Linked DNA regions of Zea mays: all the other regions are linked to region 2. The links are chromatin contacts, called in public Hi-C maps. All regions are on one chromosome and are shown on one strand. Each heading gives the region's core, a stretch centred on a gene start, on an enhancer-like site or on the middle of the called end of the contact. The rest is flanking DNA. Distances are from core to core; before and after follow the strand shown.

Region 1 (4,008 bases), core at 1,252-3,751, 490 kb before region 2:
GTACCTCGTCCGGTTGTCGGCGGCGAAGTCCACGCCGTAGAGACCGAAGCGGAACCTGTAGGAGAAGAGAAACTCGAACACGTCCATGAAGGACCAGACGAAGTAGCCGCGCAGGTCGGAGCCGTTCCGGACGGAAGCGAGCGCCGCCTCGACGTAGACCCGCAGGAAATGGGCCCTGAACTCGTCGTCGTACAGGAACCCGCCGGACGGGTCGGGCTCGTGCCCAGCTCCTGGTGGTGGTGGTGGTGGTGGAACCATCAGCTCAGGGGATGAAAGGAACCGTGCATGTGCGCGGCAGCTGAAACGAGAGAGAGAGAGCGCGCGCGCTTGGCCGGCCTCACCGTTCTCGTGGATCATCACCGGAGGGTTCCCGTAGTGCGTCTGCAGGTGTTCCAGCAATTTGCTCAGAGCCCACGGCGCCTCATGGTTCCGCAGCCCAAGTCGAGGCACCTTGCACGTGCACCACAAGAGATTGTTCGTCTGGGCAGAGGAGTTCTAGCTAGCTAGCTAGTGGGGTTTTGTCATGTGGACTCACCTGCTGGTTCCTCGTTACTGTGCTCTCAAACGGTACTGCAGAAAATGGTAGCAGTAGCTGTGGTTACAACAAGAATGGAGGAGGAAAAAACGCTTGAGTAGCTAGTTAACTAATTACCCGTGACGAAGTTGGTAGCCATGTCGCCGTAGTAGTCTCTGAGGTCCCGATCGAGCTGGCCCAGGTCTGCTTCGACCAGGATCGCGCCGTACTGGTTGATCCCAACGAAATCGAGCGAGCCGCGCACCATGGCCGAGTCTCGGGCCGTCAGCGACGGCAGCCTTGCCCCCACGTTCCTCTTCATCACGGGCGGATAGTCGCCGTACACCAGGGGATGCATGAACCATCCAAGCGAGAAGTCATTTGCTCTGGCAGCTGCTTCTACATCCTCGGGCTTCTGCGTCGCTGGCTCATACCACCAGGCCAGCAACGTCAGTCCAATCCGTCCTCCTTGCTCGCCCTGCTAGTACACAGTTGATGTAATGCAGTTGCAGTGCATGGATATCGATCGATCGATCGACCGACCGACCGACCTGGTACTTGCGTCTGTAGAGGGACACAGCCGACGCATGCGCGAGCAGGAGGTGGTGGGCGACGGCGTACGGCTCCGTCGTGGAGTTGCCGTGGGTGCAGGTGACGCCCAGTCCAAACGGGTAGGAGCAGCGGCGCGGCGGGAGGTAGCCTTGGTCGTAGCCGCCGATGGGCTCGATGTTGGGCTCGTTCACCGTGATCCAGTGCTTCACCCTGTCGCCGAAGCTCCGGAAGCACACGTCTGCGTAAGCGGTAAAATCATCGCTGCGTACGGTACGCACGGCGGTCAGGGGGATCCATTCATGCCATGGCCATCTGCACATGCATGTGTGTGTACACTACACTACATACATGATTCTCGGACTGAGCAGGCCGTTGTATTCATCCTGGAGAGCCTGGGGAAGGTCGAAGTGATAGATGGTCACGTGCGGCTGTATTCCTGCCACACGTTAATTACACGCGCGGAAATAAAACCATTCGGAATCAGGCGCCGTTAATTAACGTTGCAATTAATGAAGTACCAAATGACGACCATATCTGAGGAGCTCATCTATGAGGCTGTTGTAGTACTCCAACCCCTTTGGGTTCACAGCTCCACGCCCATCTACAAACACGTGGCATATCATCAGACATGCGAAAACAATACGATAGGATGGCTAAGTACACTGATAAACAGAGGGAAAAAAAGATCCTCTCCTCTGTGTCTAGGACTCTACTAGCTAGCACCTGGAATAAGCCTTGACCAGGCAATCGAGAACCTGTACGCGTCCAAGCCCATGTCATGCATTAGCTTCACATCTTCCTGAAAATCGTCAGTCCAGCTAGCACATGACTGACTACGGATTCGTAAGCAATCAGTATATATAATCGAACTTAAAAGGAAATGCTGGCCATGCCTTGTAATGGTGATACTGGTCCGCAGCCACATCTCCAGTATCACGGTCAATCGAATATCCTACACAACGCAAGCACAAAAACCAGACGATACAGGACTTGGATTTCCAAACCATATGGAGCTGAGCGAGAGAAATGGGAGGAGCTACTAGCTCGCTCGCTGACCACTGTGCGTGTATGTGTCCCAGATGCTGGGCTTCTTCCCGTCCTCTGCCCATGCGCCTTCGATCTGCACAAACCAGACGATTCATCTCAACACCACCTACCTGCCTCTCTGCCTCGCGCGCCACTCACTGCCCGTAGCCCACACTGCTCCTATCCTACCTGGTAAGCCGATGCGCCGGCGCCGAAGACGAACCCCTCCGGGAAATCACCCCTGGTAATCGCCGCCGCAGAGACGTGCTTCCACAGCAGGGCGGCGAGGAGCAGCAGAGAAACCGAGAGCACGCGCGGGCAACAACCATCGCCGCGTGGTCGCAGCAGCTCCATTACAAAAGAATTCTCCCCTGATCGGCTAGCAGCTTCGTCTCCCCAGCGAAGTGTGAGGCTACGGTGGGTGTACTGACCAGGCTAATATAAGTGCGCTGCCGCAACGCACGTCACACGTACGGCGTACCGACCGACACGTCTCGCTTTCAAGCTGCCGCATTGGTCTCTTTCTCTTTCTTGGACGCTCGTCACCGCATACGCGCGGCGCGCGCGCATCGACGACATGTGAGTATGTGACTCAGCGTCACCGTGCCTCTTCCAGACGCAATGAGTGCGCTGACGCCATACCGTCTAGAAAAAAGCGCTCCCACCTTCGCATCGATCGACACGGGTTCCAGTAGGACCACGCATGGATTCTGTAGGCTGCCCTGCTCTACCACGAACGGCAAACTGACAAATTTTTATCCTATCGAATCATCAATATATCTATATGTAATATAATATTCTCTCTGTCATGATTTATAATTTATTTAATTTTTATTAAATTTAACCTACTCATCTTATTCAACCTTTTTTAGAAATATAGGAAATTCAAAATCATACTTACGCCCTGTTTCAATCTCACGGGATAAACTTTAGCTTTTGCTAAACTTTAGCAATATAAATTAAAGTGCTAAAGTTTAGCTTTTTTAGTGTTTAGACTACTCTAATAAAGTTTAGCACATTGGAATAAAAAGACATCCATACCCCTAATGCGGAGAGAGAGAGAATAGGGTTGGAGGGTATGGGTGGAAAATGAGGTTCCATGGCCCACGTTTAACTCCTTTTAGCACTCCTTGAACATTTTATGAGATAATATATACTAAATTTTATCGCACCACAGTTAGCTCTCTTGTTTAGATCATCAAATAGCTAAAAGTAGCTAAAAACTGCTAAAGTTTATCTCGTGAGTTTCAAACAGGGCCTTATATATTATATACAAAATGATTACAAAGTAAAAATTAATAACAGCAGTAAAGTTTTCGAATAATACGAGTCGGTTACTTAAAGAAAAAAATTAAACCAATTACAAGTGAACGTTTGATAGAGCTCCTACAACTCCATTCGTTACGAGAATGACTCCTAGCTAAACGATAAAAAACTGAACTACAAGTAAATCTAGTCTCCATTTTATATTAGAAAGTAGGAGCCAAAAAATCTGCTTCCCACCACTCTTAACCTACTCCCCACTCTTTAACCCCTCAGAAATCACTTCACAGCCTATTTGCCAAACGATTTTCGGCAAATAGATTCATTTCCAGTAGAGAATCACTCAGAATCACCCTATTCTCTACTACTTATTAAGGTTGTAAGGGTAGCATACCTCTATCTGGTTCTGCCTACTCTCAATCTGCACCGTTCGTTTTGCCCACGCCTCCATTTTCGTGTATCATCCGTCCATCTCGCGTCCTCTTGCCAGTGGGAGCAGGTAGCTCTCGCTCGTCCGTCTGCAGCCGCTGCCTCCCCACATCCCCCACGCGAGCTACCCCCGCGTTCACTCCGTGCGTCGGCCTCCCCATGCGCAACCGTCCCGCCCACACTCCCCGTGCGCAACCGCCCCACCTCCGTGTGTTCCCTCCCCA
Region 2 (4,334 bases), core at 103-2,602:
AAAAAGAAAAGCATGTCTCCAGATTCTTCATGTTTTCTGAACTCTGTTATTTGTGATGCCTAGCAGTAAAAATTGTACTCCATGATGAAATAGCTATTCATGTAAACGTATGACAAAATGAAATGGATGGACTAAATTATAAAGGAATTGATTATAGTTCAAGAATACACACTGGACAGCATATGTGTTTATTTAGAGTGGATTTCTTGAAGTTGTTATTCTGTTACATATAATCAATTCACTTGATATTTACATTTTTTACTTGGAACACAACATTGTGAATCAGACTGTATGTGTGCCTGATACTCCTGTGTTTTGCCTGTGCTGTTAATCTGTTATGTGAACTGCATTTATAATGAAGTGCCTGTACCGTTATCTTCTATGTGTGTCACAAATAGTAAAGCTAGCAGTTGAAGCTAGCAATTTGTTCTTGTATGTTCTGAATTCTAAATGGTAAATAATTAAGCTACTAATTTGTACCTATATGTTCTGAATACTAACCAGACCTTTTTTACCTGTGTTCAAGCGAGCAGTTCAACAACACATTCCGAATAATACATGTGTTCAAGCGAGCAGTATGTACGTTTTGAATAATAAACCTAGAACATTTGTGGGAGTGGACGACGGGTAACAAACTGGTGGAGATTTGTGAACCGATCAAACAGGTTTTACGTAAACTATATGGAGCTGTTGGAGTACTACCTTTTTTATTGGCCTAAATACTTTTAAGGAGATCCCAATGTCTGTGTTTTGGGAGCTAATTTTTTGGTATTTGTTGGAGATGCTCTAACGTACTGTCCTACACTCCTACTATCAAAATCATATAGAAAATCATAACTTATGACATAATATCTTTAGATAATCACTATATGCCATTAGCGACAACAATATCTGTACAAAAATAAGCATATAACTAAATTATGCATCTCTATTTACCACTGCGATAGATAACCTATAGAATCCATCTATAAAAAAGGAGAATAGGGGATCCGATCTGAGCACCTCAAACCTCTCTGCTGCAAAAAATACACATGTGTTTGCAAGGATAAAAGACATCTCTCTGCAGCGACGGCCCGTGCTGGGCAACGGCAGCGGTGGCCCGTGCTAGGCGACGGCATCGGCGACCCGTGCCGGGCAACGATAGCAAAGCAGTAAATGAGAGAAGAACTTGAAGTCACTTACCACCAAGGTCTCTGCATGTCCTTGCCCCATCCATCCTTCCAGGGGGCATGTTGAACACGGCCAGGTATTGAGGAGCAGACACCGAGGCGGTTGGATGGATGGCGGCGTCGAGGTAGTTGGATGGAGCGGCGGCGCCGAGGTGGGGCGGGGTTGTGGCGTCCAGGCGGTTGGATTGGGTGGCGGCGTTGAGGCGAGGAAGACGGGCGTGGGGTGGGGTCGTGGGATTCAGACTAGACAACGTCAGAGAGCAGTCAGCTAATCTGCACCCTTCACCGTTGATCCAGCGATAACTATACAAAAGTGACATGGGCTGCACAAAGTTGAGGCCCATCATAGCGCACAGCGGCACAGGTCATGCCGAGAGCTTTCCATGGACACAGAAAACACCTCTGCTATTTCTGCTCGAGCGCCACCGCGCCGTCTGTATCCCATCGAGGAGAGCTGCACTGTCGCCCATGCTAAGCGTCACGCCATCGTCATCCCTCGTCGGGCGCCATCACCATCCTGAATGCTACCGACCTGTAGTGTATCCACCTAGCCACAGTGTGCCAATTTTTGAAGTCTGAATGGAAGTGTCAAATAAGCTCAGACTTGCAGAGTACATTCTCATCTCAGTGATGGCAGTCGAGAACTGAATTTTACACTCTGGACACAATCATTCAGCAATTCAGTGCCTGTGCAATTCTGGATACAGGCATGCAACAAGTGCAGTTTCAGTTTACAAGCAAATTTAGTTACACGCCATGTTCAGTTTACACGCCATGTGCAGTTTCAGTTACACGCCATGTTCAGTTTACTAGCTGAAAGACATGGATCACAAGGTTGGTGTTGTGTATTACAAGGTGTTAGAAGCGGATCACAAAATTCAGTTACACACCATGTTCGTCGCTGAACTGGTAGATAGTACCCCATGCCATTGCCACCATCCCTAAGTCTGATCTAGAACTACTAGGATGTCAAGGTGGATGACAACAAGGACTACTTGGCTTACAAGCTATGCGACATGAAAAGGAAGCCATCTATGGAATGTTGCAGGAATTGGTTCATAACCAGAAGAAGAAAAAGCGAGATGTCATTGGGTAGAAAAATGTAGGGGTCTTGTAAACATGCTGTGCACTACTGATGCATGGCTGGATCTATGTTCTGAAACCTAAAATGTAATCTACAATCTGAAATGTGAAATATGTGGTGCACACAAATGTGTTCTGAAATGTGTGTTTTCTGAAATCTGAGTTGCATAGAAATGCATTATGAAATGTGTATGTTCTGAAATCTGAAATGTGTATTATGTGTAGCAGTAGTATTACATCAGTTAGACAATACTGAAATGTGTATTATGTGTGTGTTCTGAAATCTGAAATGTGAAATGTGTATTATGTGTATGTTCTGAAATCTGAAATCTGAAATGTGTATGTTCTGAAATCTGAAATCTGAAATGTGTATTATGTGTATGTTCTGAAATCTGAAATGTGTGTTTTCTGAAATCTGAGTTGCATAGAAAAGTTGAATATCACTTCTCAAAGCTCGAACAAATTATTGCATAAAGTTCACTCCTCTCAAATAACCGTAGCGAGTTCACTTCTTAAAAATCAAACAAATTACAGCATACAGTTCACTTTTCTCAAATAACAGTAGCTAGTTCACTTCTTAAAAATCAAACAAAATACAGCATAGAGTTCACTTCTCTCAGATCAAACAAAAAACATGCTACTCGTTATCACTGAAATCATCATCGTCATTGACAATAGTTATTGATTCTTCGTTGTCACTAGCATATTGCCATCCAGTTTCATCTTCATTGTCGCTTGTCTCATACTCTTCCACTTCCTCTTCTCGTTGCACCCGAAATTCATCAACCACACTTGCATTGACATTAACAGATTCGTCAGCATCCTGATGTCCAGGTATCTCCATATCTCCTTCATTAACTTGCACTTCAGAACCAACACATGTATCATCTTGGTATGATAGTCCTGAGGAACTAGGTCTTTCATCAATGTCATTTTCAGCCACACTCCACAAGTGCCTATGTGTAAATTTTTGAACAATCTTCCAGTTTCCAGAATTCTTGATGTCTTGCAAATAAAATACCTTAGTTGCTTGTGCTGCTAAAATAAAAGTATCATTTTTGTACCAACAACTACTATGGTTTATACTTCTAAAATATCCATCATATTTCATACTAACTTTCTTGCTATGAGTGTCAAACCAATCACACCGGAAAAGAACAATTGTCCGATGCTCCATCAAATCTGAGTTATACTGCAACTCGATAATTTCTTTTAAGCAGCCATAAAAATCAATGCATTCATTATTATGAGTGCCTTCAACCATGACTCCACTATTTTGGGTTCTTCTATTTCTCTCACGGTCAATGGTGTGGTACCGGACACCATCAACAAGACATGCAGAAAAAATTCGAACTCGCAAATCAGGTTCGCATGCCAATGCATATAGGTCATCATCAATGTCTTCTCCATCGACAAAACGCAAACTTGCAATCTGAAGACATAAAAAAATCCATGGTGAAAACAAGTCAATTATTGATGCTGAGGATATGAACTTGAAACTCACATGCTTCTTAAACCAGGAGGAAAAGTGCTTCTCAATAGTTTTTTCCACATTAACAATCCCTTCATTCTCTAACTCTTCCTTATACATCGTGATATGGTATATATTAGAGGCGATAATAACAATTCATATAAAAATGGCAAACATATAAGGAAATGCATACTTTATATATGGCTCGACCTCCGAACAATTGTTTAGGACATACCAAACCATCTTATCATAATAATCTTAGAGGTATGTAATTCTTGGCACTCCAAGAAGTTCAACTCCATGCTGAAAAACATAAAATTTGCCTCTGCTCAAATCAACACGCTCTTTGTTCCTACCCTCTCGATTGTGTCGTGTGTCAACATCATCGAAGTACCTCGAGCAAGCTGTCAAGCACTCATTAGCAACATATGCTTCTGCAATGGATCCTTCAGGTCTAGCCATATTTCTTACAAAACGTTTCAATGTATACAACCTTCTTTCAATTGGATACATCCACCCATATTGCACTGGTCCTCTTAGGATTGCCTCGTCAGGTAAATGAATAGCCAAGTGCAGCATCACATCAAAGAAAGGAGGAAATATTTTCTCAA
Region 3 (4,230 bases), core at 10-2,509, 390 kb before region 2:
GAGGAGGTGCTCGTAGGTGAGCGCGCTCACGTGGTCCGGCGTGAGCAGCTCCCGCAGCGCCGCACTGCGGTCCCGGGCGTCCAGCACCGCTGACAGGAAGTCCTTCCTCCTTTCGCCGTGCTGGCCGCGCCCGCGCGCCCGTGACACCACAATCTCGTCCACCCGCGCGCGCAGCCGCGCGTTGGTCCGCGCGACCCTCCAGTCGGCGGTCCCCGGGACACGGCTCAGCAGGTGCCGTACCGGGCCCTGCAGCGCGGGCGCGACGAGGCCGAGCACTACGGAGAGCGGCGCGGACAGGTCCATCTTCAGGGAGGTTGTGGAGTGCACGTGCTCCCTGATGAACTCCGCGGCCTCGCAGCCGGGACCGCTCGCCGTGAGGCCGAAATCCACGCCGAACGCCGCCTCACCGATGATGTCCGTGGCCAGCTTGAGCGAGAGGTCGGAGAAATCGACCAGCCCGTTCTCCTGAACTACCATCGCCGGTATGGCGTCCGCGGCGCGCTCGATGCAGTGCTGCATGGTGGGGACGAGGCCGGCGAGGTGCGATGGCTGGTACAGCGAGATGATTGTATTCCTCATCGCCGACCACCGTTCATCCCTGACGAGATCGCAATGCTATGTGGCGCACCTGCTCGTGGATCCAAATGCGTAGAGGAAAACGAACGAACTAAAAGTCACCTAGTGAAGAAGAGGCCCTTCTGGTGGAGAGGGGAGCCGGCGATCGGCGCCGGCAAGCTCCTGTTGGGGATGAGCTTGAACTGCCTGACGCCAACCTCCCTGCAGAGCTCTGGGTCAGCGACGATCACCAGAGGCTGCCTCCCCAAATGGAACCTGCAGCCAAGGCTAAACCTCATTCCCATTTTAATCCTGATGAAAACATCTACTAGGTGAAGTGCTGAAATAGAGCACTCGATTCTGCAAGATCAAGTCTCGATCTTATCGTTGTGGCTTTGCCACCTGAAGATCGGGCCATATTTCTTGGCGAGGAGGCCGAAGACGTCAGGTCCGTGTCGGGCGAGCAGCGGGAGGTGCCCCACGACGGGCAAGGCCGGCGGCCCCGGCACGTCCCTGATCCGCCAGTGTGGCGCGTAGAAGTAGAGCAGGAAGAAGACGCCGACGGCGCAGGACGCCACCGTGGTCACGTACGGCAACCATGCTTCCGTTCCTGCGGCGCCTGCCATCTCCATTGATGATATGATCCCAGCTTCCTAATCCTAGTTGCTATGCTCTTTCTCTCTTGTCAATCCGCAAGATACGCAGTTTGTCCCCTGAGACTGTAGGATGTCTGAAGGGCTTATTTGTTGTCCTTGATAGTGCTGCGACGTTTGCAGTAACCAACGACATGAGTGGAACCCGGTGTGTCGAGCACATTCTTGCAACTAGGGAAAGGGGAAGACGCAAAAGTTCTTTTTTCCATGTTGTCAAAGAAAAACAATAACAGAAACTGGTCAAGCCAAGAATCATGGCATCGACATCTGCTTTTGCAAGAATATATTACTACAGATAAGTTTCAGATTCTATTCTATTGGAACAAATCATCTAAACCACACGGTAGTGCTGAAAATGCATCCGTTGTCACTTAATTTCAATCCCCTAAAGACATCAAAAATCAAGACAATACAATTAAATCGAGTTTCATCCTCATCTTTTCCACTCACCATTCTCAAAGAGAAGGTAGATTGAAAGGATGAAGACGAGAATTTACATAAACAAGTAAGACATTTAATTGTAGACAAGAGTGATGCGTGATCAGATAAGAGTTAAATAAAAAGACATATAATTCACACGTGAGCGAAGTCACTCAATTATATTTCTTCTTTGGTTTATAAAACAAGAACTTGCATAAATACCTTGAGCTTCGTAAAATTACAATGAGAGAGGTAAAAAGATTATACCTTCGTATAAAGAGAAATAAATCGAGTTCCGATCGAAAAAAGTCTCACCAATGCAAAACATTGTTCCTCTATTTATAGACACGGGATATAGCTTCGGTGAATTTACAATCGTGTCCTTAAGCCTATATATTTAGACTATCATACATGCTGAGGGTATAGTGGTCTTTTCCTTCTTCTATCTACGACGAAATGAATTTCAAGGACTCCTTATGGTCTAGTCTAGCTTCATTAGTTGAGTACGCACGGCAACCGCCCAATGCTTCTACCTTCGTGTACGTGTCTGTTAGCAGTTTCGGCTGAAGATTATCTTCGGCATTAGTCCCGCAACATATGAAGCCAGATAGAAAATAGTCATTGGATTAGTGTTGAGGACCTTTAGGAGAAGAAGGCCCATACAAAATCTAACCCTATTATGACTTTTGGTGAATTAATCACAATACAAACAAAAAATAACGAGACCTATAAAGCATTTAAACTAATGTCTTACAAAAAATGCATTTGACAATTGGTGAACATCCTCCCCTCCCCACACCACCGCGACACACACCCGACCCACACAAATTCTTTAAAGAATGGATGCCACGACGTAATTGACAAGAATAAAAGTGTCATTGCGTAGCAAGACTGGGGTTTTACAGGTACTCGAGAGATGATGGATAGAGTGATGGACACAGGCTCGAAACACACAGATCCTAGGTGATATTTTCCACCAGCACATAAAAATTTGTAGATGTTTATCGGGAACCTATCAAGATTCTAGAGAGAGAGAGACAATATGATAACACGATTAAGTTGTATCCTTCTCCCCTCCGAAGATGTATAGGTAAGAAGGACAAGTAAAGCATATACAACTCGGAATTGACATGATAAGTCGAAGGTGAGCACAAGTGTAACATAGATATACTTTTAGTCGACGATAAATTGTACACTCAACAGTTCAACAAATGTGCATGTTCTTTTATACATAGTAAATACACTTAACATATTAGGCAAAAGAATGTGACAATAGAAAAGCTTCATTCTTATTATACCTTCGGAGGCTCGCTAAGAAGAAGATGTTATAGGCACGAACTACCAAAAAACATGTTGACATGTAGTGGTGGCACTGTTTATCTATTTATAGGGCCAAACTTGTATAGATTTTTATACAGAATTTGAAGAATGCACTACCTATTATATGCTAGCTCTTCGTAACCGAGGAGGTATAATTACGTCTTTTTACAGTAGAGATGTTTCATATACATCTTTTCTTCTCCTTGAGAGTATTCTTCTGCCTTCTTTTCGAAGGTAGCCCCAAAGGAAATCAGACTTCATCTCTCCTTTAACTTTAATTCTACCTTGTCGAGTTTGATACTAATCTTCCCTTCGGCTTTCAACAAATTGCTTCGTTGATTAGTTTCAAGCTCTAGGCCTTACTCCTTAATTTGAAGGTGCTTTGTCCTTTGCTTCAATTTTTTTTTCTTAGGCCTTATTCATTAAAGCATGTTTTGTATGGAAAATGGACCATAGCCCATTTGATTAAGTGTTTTCATGTTGGATGATCAACGTAACCATTTGGCCTAATAATGTTTGCTAATGTTTATGGATATAATTCAAAGCATGGAGCATGGAATTGTACAAAGGCAACAAGGAGATCAACACCTCAAAGCAAGACATTAGAAGAATCATTGAAGACCTATCAAAGATCATGCAAGAGTCCAAGGCACAAGACAAAAAAGGCCAAACAATGAAACACAAGGAATTGAAGAAAACAAACTATAAAGGAGCACTAGACGTGTCTGGTAGTGCACCAGATAGGGCACCAAATAGGTAATGTTCTTGTACTAAAGATTGGGCTGAAGACTTAGTACTCTGGATGTGTATGTGTGCATCAGACATGTGCACCGGATGCGACAACAGATAGAGCACCTAGTAAGCCCTACATCGTATACGTGGGTGGCCATAATGCATTAGACATGTCTGGTAGCTCATTGAATCCCGCACCTGTATATGGTACTTACAAAGGTTGCAAATGCAACTGAGCTAGAGATGTCGGTTGTGACACCGGTGTTAGCACCAGATACCTAGGCTTCAATGATCGACAACGTCTAGTTCGCAATGGCTAGCTGACATCGAACTTACTAGACGTGTCTGGTGTGCCACCATGCCCGGTGCTACGCAGAAAACTATGCTTTTTCCCAACGAATTTTGGATATGGGGGCTATAAATTCCACCCCAACCGACCATTTATCAAGTGTATGTGCTAAGAAACATGGAATGGGAGTTGAGACTCCAATCCTTGAGCTCTAGACACCCAAATGCTTAAAGACTCACTCTATGTTTAGCGTAGGTGGTT

Evidence for each region. Hi-C and Micro-C count contacts between places; a contact is called where the count stands out from the background.
Region 1: a contact with region 2 is called in a Hi-C map of leaf, with 6 times the contacts expected there. The contact joins the promoter of LOC100501315 here to the promoter of LOC100216778 in region 2. A contact is called at or near these places in 2 of 25 Hi-C or Micro-C datasets (ear and leaf).
Region 3: a Hi-C map of leaf shows a contact between it and region 2, with 5 times the contacts expected there. The contact joins the promoter of LOC100273597 here to the promoter of LOC100216778 in region 2. A contact is called at or near these places in 3 of 25 Hi-C or Micro-C datasets (ear, leaf and tassel).

The regions. Positions count from the first base shown.
Region 1 is chr9:74,123,814-74,127,821 of Zm-B73-REFERENCE-NAM-5.0, reverse strand. LOC100501315 reads right to left here and starts at 2,501. Exons shown (of 11, transcript NM_001196066.1): 1 at 2,282-2,501; 2 at 2,123-2,186; 3 at 1,960-2,018; 4 at 1,790-1,865; 5 at 1,585-1,667; 6 at 1,415-1,494; 7 at 1,066-1,327; 8 at 653-992; 9 at 536-570; 10 at 342-450; 11 at 1-230. The coding sequence starts at 2,446.
Region 2 is chr9:73,633,957-73,638,290 of Zm-B73-REFERENCE-NAM-5.0, reverse strand. LOC100216778 reads right to left here and starts at 1,352. Exons shown (of 6, transcript NM_001143177.1): 1 at 1,183-1,352. The coding sequence starts at 1,231. It overlaps LOC118473325, which reads right to left. Exons shown (of 4, transcript XR_004852676.1): 3 at 3,917-4,334; 4 at 2,693-3,684.
Region 3 is chr9:74,019,076-74,023,305 of Zm-B73-REFERENCE-NAM-5.0, reverse strand. It overlaps LOC100273597 (putative cytochrome P450 superfamily protein), which reads right to left and starts at 1,259. Exons shown (of 4, transcript NM_001148013.1): 1 at 958-1,259; 2 at 1-831. The coding sequence starts at 579.